Regions from separate parts of the Mus musculus genome. Here region 1 is linked to region 2. A link is a contact called in public promoter capture Hi-C data. All regions are on one chromosome and are shown on one strand. Each heading gives the region's core, a stretch centred on a gene start, on an enhancer-like site or on the middle of the called end of the contact. The rest is flanking DNA. Distances are from core to core; before and after follow the strand shown. Region 1 holds the start of Slc22a4 (solute carrier family 22 (organic cation transporter), member 4). Region 2 has its middle 21 kb from the start of Il5.

Region 1 (3,506 bases), core at 717-3,216, 290 kb before region 2:
GTGTTATTAAAAATGCTAAAAACATTTTTTTGTTGTTGTTCGTTTGTTTTTGTAACGTTTTTGGTTTTTGGTTTTTTTTGGTTTTTTTTTTTTGTTTTGTTTTTTTTTTTTGACACATGGTCTTACCATAGCTCAGGTTGGTCTTGAACTTAAAATCATCCTACTTTGACCTACCCATTGCTGGGATTATAGGTATATACTACATGTTTGACATCAGTGCCAACATTTTGAGGCAGATGGCACTGCTCATTCATTGGACCTCAGGTTCCAAGAGGGTTCCTGTGCATGGCGTGGGCACTGACCCTGCAGCCTGCCAAGGCCCAGCTCAATTCTGTGTCTTGTGGTGACTTCATCTTCATTCTGTGTGGTGGCTTCATCTTCTTTGCTCACTCTCCTCAGTCCTTCAGTCTTGTTCTTTGGGAATCATTCTTCAAAAAATAAACAGCTAGTTCTTGACTCTGTTTATGTTTGTTAGTAATTTGAAGTGGAAGAACAGAACCTAAGTGAGATTCCGACCACAACACACCACCACTCAAGCATTTCAGAAGTAAAGAAACCCTGCGAGTACTCTCACTGGATTAATAAGCACGGATCCAGGCACAGAAGTGCACAGCTTTAATCCCAGCACTTGGGAGGCAGAGACAGGCAGAGCTAGCTCTGTGAGTCAAGACCAGCCAGGTCTACATAGCAAGTTCCAGGACAGCCAGGGCTACATCCGAAGACCCTGTCTCAAACGAACAAAAGTAAAAAGCTAGTGTCCTGGCATACTAGGAGATGCGGCTTAAATGACAGGAAAAGAAATGTAAGTTACTGGTGGGAAGTCAGCCTAACAGTAGGACTCATGGGGGAAACTAACAAAAACAAAGAAAAAAGCAGAAGTCTCCTTCAGTTCCTTGCCAGAGTCTGATGAGACAACCCGGTTTGTGCAAAGTGTTGGGCTACTCAGCCTTACAGTCTCTCCAGGCCTGTGGATCCCAGGCTAGGGGAGCCCAGCTCTAGCTTGGGCTAGCTTGTACACTGTGCCCAGGACCTTAGATGTGAATACTGAGCAGAGAGAGAAAAAAGGCAATCCCGCTTTTGGTTACCCTGCCAGTTCTGAGGGCCAAATCTCACCAGTTTGTCCTCTCTCTGTCCCTTCCTCCCTCTGTTCCTAGACTAGAATGGGCCTTTCTGCAAATAGCCTTTCAGTCCAAGAAGGCTTTGGCACCGTGCCGCAATAAAGGACTCCGGGTGCCCCGAGAGTGCAAAAGGACAAACACCGAGCCCAGGCGTGGTGACTCCTCTATGCTCCCTCAGTGGGCCGACTTCCCTCTGGTGTCTCTATAAAGGCCACAGGGAATCTTTCGAAAGGACACTAGAACGACTCAGGGGCCCGTGATCCAGCCCTTCTAATCCAGGGCGCGCCTCTGACTCAGCATGACCTCGCACATCCTTTTCTGGCTCCAGGTCCACAGTCGCCTCTTTGCAAGGTGAGGATCCTGCTTTTCCAAGGACGCTTCTCGGGCCGCCGCCGTCCCGTGATGGACTACGGCCATGCTAAGGTTCATAAGTGAGTTCCCACGCTGGTGTGTGTGAAGAGGTGGCGCTCCTGTCCCCCACACAGGTCTCTTGGGAGCGCAGACTTGATTAACTGACCGGTCCGCCTGCTCATAATCCAGGCTGGGATTGTGGAGCAACGAACTCCTGCTCCGGGCTAGGCCTGGCTTTCGGGACGCTCCTCCCTGTCGCTCTCCCTCCCACGTGGGGCCGAGAAAGCCGGAGCTCCTAGCTGCACGCGCGTTGTCCGGCCGATTCCGGGCGGGAGGCCTGCGTGGAAGGCCGCTGGGTGCAAGGAACGGAGCAGGAGGCTGAGCCGGCCCGAGAGCTCCGCCCAGATCGGTGGAGTGCAGTGGCCTTTCGCTGCCTAGCCGCACGGGGGTGTGGTCCAGAGGACTCGGCTTCCCGGCGCTCCGCGCCAACCCCTGGGAGTTTTGCAGCACCCACGGCGTGTTTGCACGCAGCCACCTAGGAAGATCCCCTCAGCGCGCCGCAATCGCTGAATCCTTTCTCTCCACCCACCTCCCTCACGCAAGCTGAGGAGGAGAGGTGGAAACATGCGGGACTACGACGAGGTGATCGCCTTCCTGGGCGAGTGGGGGCCCTTCCAGCGCCTCATCTTCTTTCTGCTCAGCGCCAGCATCATCCCCAATGGCTTCAATGGTATGTCAGTCGTGTTCCTGGCGGGGACCCCCGAGCACCGTTGCCTGGTTCCTGACACTGTGAACCTGAGCAGCTCCTGGCGCAACCACAGCATCCCCTTGGAGACGAAGGACGGACGACAGGTGCCTCAGAGCTGCCGCCGCTACCGACTGGCCACCATCGCCAACTTCTCTGCGATGGGGCTGGAGCCAGGACAGGACGTGGATCTGGAGCAGCTGGAGCAGGAGAGCTGCCTGGATGGCTGGGAGTACGACAAGGACATCTTCCTGTCCACCATCGTGACAGAGGTAGGTGGTAGTGCTGGAGCTGGACATTGGGAATGGAGACTCCGTTGCATCCGTGCCCCCAACAGCCCCTGACAGTGCCTGGGTCAGTGTCACCTACTGTCTCAAAACTTCCAGGCACAGAGTGGGGTTGTGAGTGTATTCTCAGCGCACACTCAGAGCTGATGAATTTCTGTGTGGCATGGAGGGGATGAAAAAAAGAGAGTGTTGTCATCAACTGCCTTTTCCTTTCTGAGTTTCACAACAGAGTTTCCCAAGAGCCCTGGTGCTTCCCTGGGCAGGCCAAACCAGACTGTCTTGATTTATAGTCATAGCTATTTCCTTGCTACAGAGAATGGCTACAGTGGTCTGTTGATGGACACAAGGAAGGGTCTTGAGACAGAAGGGCCTCTATGTCGAGGCCCCCACTTTCTCGAAAAAGAGGCAGCAGCCCCTTCCTTGACACTGGTTGGATGTAAGGAGTCAAAACTAGAACCTGGCCTTTGGACACTCAAGGAAAGACCCGTACTTCTGAGGGAAGTGTAAGCTGGTGATCAAGGCTCCAGCTGAGCCCACTGCCTTACCTCTAAGTGATCAGGGAATAGGTTCCCCAAGTCACCAGAGTCTGAATGTGGACCTACTACTCCCTCTTAGTTTCCTGCTGCGTATTTGCTGAGGACCAGGTCATAACAGATAAGACAAGCACTGTTTCTGGCAAGAGCATCACCCAGAACTGATTACCTGCTGTTGGTCAAGCTGGTAGAAAATCTGCCTTCCCACCATTGCTGCTTCTGGTCTGTCTTTTTTTTTCCCTAGGCTGGTTAAACAAAAAACCAACTAGGTTCCTCCCAATGAGATCTCTGGGAACAACAGCCTCAATTTCTTATCTCTTTCCCTCAGCACTACAGAGCAGTCAACAGAAAATGTGTCTGGCCCCAGGGTGTAGACAGCTAGGGTGTGGGTCCCACCTGCAGAGCTCTGATGCCTGTGGGCATGCCAGCTGTGTTGTTAGGAGAGCTGATGTCAGCCCTACTTAGCTGTTGG
Region 2 (3,781 bases), core at 222-2,721:
TTTCCAGAAGTAGGGATGGTAAAAGCTCTTTCAGAGCTCTCCTAGGGACAGGAGGAAGGAGGGAGAGATGTCCTGCTTCTTCTCTGGCTCCTACTGGAGATATCCTTAGTTCTGGCTCTGGATCTCTTAAGTAGGGTATTTGGGTCCCTTTGGGACATCAAGTTCTCTTCCCTCTCTGTCTATTGTCTGTCCTTGGTGCGCTAATCTGTCCATGTCTGTCCATTTATGCCTGGTTTTGTCTTTTGTTTGAATGGTTGGTGTTCTGTGCTTCATGTTCAAAAGAAAAAATGGATAAACTTATCTGCTGGCTGTCCCTCGTACCCCCCCCCCCTCCTTGCTTTAGTTTAACTTGTTTAAAAGGCACTCAATTTGCACTGCAGAAACTGAGAAGTTACCCTGCAAAAAAACTCTGTAATTGGGTTCAAAAAGTAGCAAGGCACTCCTCTCTTGAAATTACAGCTAGAAAAAGTAAGAAAATTTTGTTTAGTCTAAATATATAAGATGTGTGTGGCCACTTCATTTTTGTTTCTGACTGGTTTTAAAAGTATAAATATGTTATACATGTCTTGGTTATAGAGTATTGGCTTATAAGTTATTTGGTATGATTAAAATTTTGTAACTTTGGTAATAGAAAGTTGGCTTAAAACTGGTAACTCAGGGTTGGAGTCATTCTAAATAACACGTGGCATGAGCCAACCCAGGAAAATATGTCTCTAAAGATACTTCTAAATTGGGATAATATTTTATGTATTTCTTATCCTAGAAACTAGACTTATGAAGGATAGGATTTAAAACAATGTCTCTTTAATGAGGTATTAAAAGCTGCACTGTCATGCACTCATATATAAAAACTGGCAGCCAAAGTTTGTATCGTGAAAGTAATGCTCTTGGTATTGATTTTAGAGAGAAAAGATTGTTTAAAACTGGGCTTTGTTTTCCAAAATTATGGGTATGCTCTATGTTGAAAAAGAAACTTAAAAATATAGTTAAACTGCCAATGTTCCATTAGTTGCAGTTTACAATTCAATTACAAGCTCATGATTTTTAACTCACCCATACTTGTAATTAAGAAAAAATTAAGCAAGTGAAGATGATTGCAAGAGTAATAAAAGAGTTTAAAACAGCTATAGCATAGTACCGACCTGCTACCCCTTTTATACAAGCTTTATTGGATACAGTGGTAGAAGCAAATTTAACCCCCCAAGATTGGAAAGGAGCTCTCAGTGGGAGTTTATCTGGGATCGAACAAGGTCCCGATGAACCAGGTCCCGATGAACCGCCTCAGGAATTTGTGGATAGACTGCTAAAAGCAGCTGGTAGAATTTTTGGAGATCCTCAGGCTGGAGTTCCTTTTGTTACATAATTGGCTTATGAGAGTGCTAATGCAGCCTGTGTGCCCCCATCTGTCCGAACAAAGCCAAGACAGAACCTGATAAACAAAGCTGTCCCTTGTCAGGAAACTGGAGGAAGGGTCAGCCTCAGACCTCAAGGCACTCACAACAGGCAGTTTCCTAGCCAAGAAAATCAGAGCAACCCCAGTAAGCACAGGATTGGACCTCAGTCCCACCACCTACACAGTCCTGACCCCAGAAATGGGAGTTCAAACCCTGCCTATAGGAGTTTTTGGTTCCTTGCCTCCAGGGGCCTTGGGGTTATTTTTAGGCCAAAACATCACTATTATAAAAGGACTACATATCTATCCTGGAGTTATAGATAATGATTATGCAGGAGAAATTAGAATTATGGCTGCTTCTCCCCATGGCATTATAACTGTACCTACTAACAGAAGAATTGCTCAACTTGTTTTAGTTCCCTTGCATCTGCTACCTTCCAAATGTGTTAAGAGTAGGAGAGGACTTTAATCCCAGCACTTGGGAGGCAGGCGGATTTCTGAGTTCGAGGCCAGCCTGGTCTACAGAGTGAGTTCCAGGACAGCCCTGTCTCGAGAAACCAAAAAAAAAAAAAAAAAAAAAAGAGTAAGAGAAGACAAGATGGCTTTGGTTCCTCTGATGTGTACTGGGTCCAGTCTGTTATAATGAGGGACCTAACCTTAAATTACTAATTGAAGAAAAAAGTTTTGAAGGATTAATAGACACTGGAGCTGATGTTCTCTCTCACCTCCAAGGGGTTGGTTATTCCATTAATCCAAAACAAAGTCCAAACTTAAGATGTATGAAAGGTTAATGAAACTAGGAACTTAGGGGGGCATTATGACCTGGCTTACCTACTCCAGCTGCCATTCCAAAAAATAGCTATAAAATTATTATAAATTTAAAAGATTGTTTTTATACTATTCCTTTGTGTCTTGATGGTTGTAATAGGTTTACATTTAGTGTGTCTGCTTGTAATTTTGAATAACTCATGAAGTGATATCATTAAAAAGTTTTGCCTCAAAGAATATCAGATAGCCCTACATTACGTCAAAAATGTGTTTCTGCTTCAGTGCAGGAGGTTAGGACTTTGAATCCTTCAGTGTATACTATTCGTTATATGGATATTTTATTAACGGATCCCTCTGAAGGCGTTTTACCACAAGCCTTTCTCTTCTTATACAACACACTTTAAAATTTTGGAGTAGTTGCTGCTCCAGAAAAGATTCAAAGGCGATATCTTTTTCAATAGTTGGGACATCAGTTATATCCTAAACAAATTAGCACAGAAAATCCAAGTAAGAAAAGATAATTTACAACCGGGCAGTAGTGGTGCACGCCTTTAATCCCAGCTCTTGGGAGGCAGAGGCAGGCGAATTTCTGAGTTTGAGGCCAGCAGCCTGGTCTACAGAGTGAGTTCTAGGACAGCCAGGGCTACACAGAGAAACCCTGTCTCAACACACACACACACACACACACACACACACACACACACACAAAGATAATAAGATAATTTACTTACCTTAAATGATTTTCAAAAGCTTCTAGGAGATGTTAATTGGCTAAGACCTCACCTTAAGCTCACCACAGGAGAACTTAAATCTCTGTCTGTTTGTATTCTCAGGGGGGATGCAAATACTAGTTCCCTGAACAATTAACCAATGATGGACAAATAGCTTTGCAGAAAGCAGAGGAAGGTATTAGCCAACAGCAGATACATTATATAGACTATGAGCAATGGTTGACTGTTTCACAGCAGTCCTTAGGCCAAAGGGACCATTAATGTGGATCCATTTTTCTTTGTCTCCAAGTAAAGTTTGCACGCCCTATTATGAAGCTGTTGCTGTGTTAATACAGAATTGTAGGATAGAGTCATGAAAGTATTTTGGCAAAGAACTTGATGAGACATTTATTTCTTATTTCAAACAGCAGTTAAATTGATAATTGCAGGATACTGATGTTTGACCTATTGCATGACAAATTTTTTAGGCAAATTTGATAATAATTATTCAAAAGACAAGTTGTTAGAATTTGCCTCTGTACATACTTTTGTATTTCCTGTAAATGTACACATGCAGCCCATAGAGAATGCATTTACTGTATTTACAAACTGCTCATCTAATGGGAGAGAAACATATGTGATTGGATCACATGTTTATTCTCTCGAGTTTCAACCCTGCTTCACGAATAATTGAATTACATGCTGTAGCTACTGTTTTTGAAATGTTGAAAAATCAAGCTTTTAATTTGTATACTGATAGCCAATATATAGCTCATGGTTTACAATTGCTTAAAATTGTTCCTTTTTTAGATACTGATAATTCTCAAATTTTACAGTTACTTATACTGATACAGCTTAAGTTAAGAAACATGTACTGTTCCTTACTTTGTAGGACATTTAAGGGCTCACA

The links. Promoter capture Hi-C pulls out the DNA fragments that hold promoters and counts their contacts.
Region 1: a contact with region 2 is called in a promoter capture Hi-C map of stem cell-derived epiblast-like cells, with 2.1 times the contacts expected there. The contact joins the promoter of Slc22a4 here to the enhancer-like site in region 2. A contact is called at or near these places in 2 of 39 promoter capture datasets (the 3T3-L1 cell line and stem cell-derived epiblast-like cells), 1 of 484 Hi-C or Micro-C datasets (nephron progenitors), 3 of 115 datasets of contacts at active chromatin or transcription factors (bone marrow-derived dendritic cells, bone marrow-derived macrophages and pancreatic cancer cells) and 1 of 9 other capture datasets (adipose tissue).

What each region holds. Positions count from the first base shown.
Region 1 is chr11:54,026,564-54,030,069 of GRCm38.p6, reverse strand. Slc22a4 (solute carrier family 22 (organic cation transporter), member 4) reads left to right here and starts at 1,966. Exons shown (of 10, transcript NM_019687.4): 1 at 1,966-2,486. The coding sequence starts at 2,094.
Region 2 is chr11:53,740,196-53,743,976 of GRCm38.p6, reverse strand. No RefSeq gene overlaps it. Among named protein-coding and RNA genes, the nearest start is that of Il5, 21 kb to the right of the region's middle. Within about 2 kb of position 1,471, at least 9 of the 459 cell types and tissues checked have an H3K27ac peak or open chromatin away from gene starts, as enhancers often do.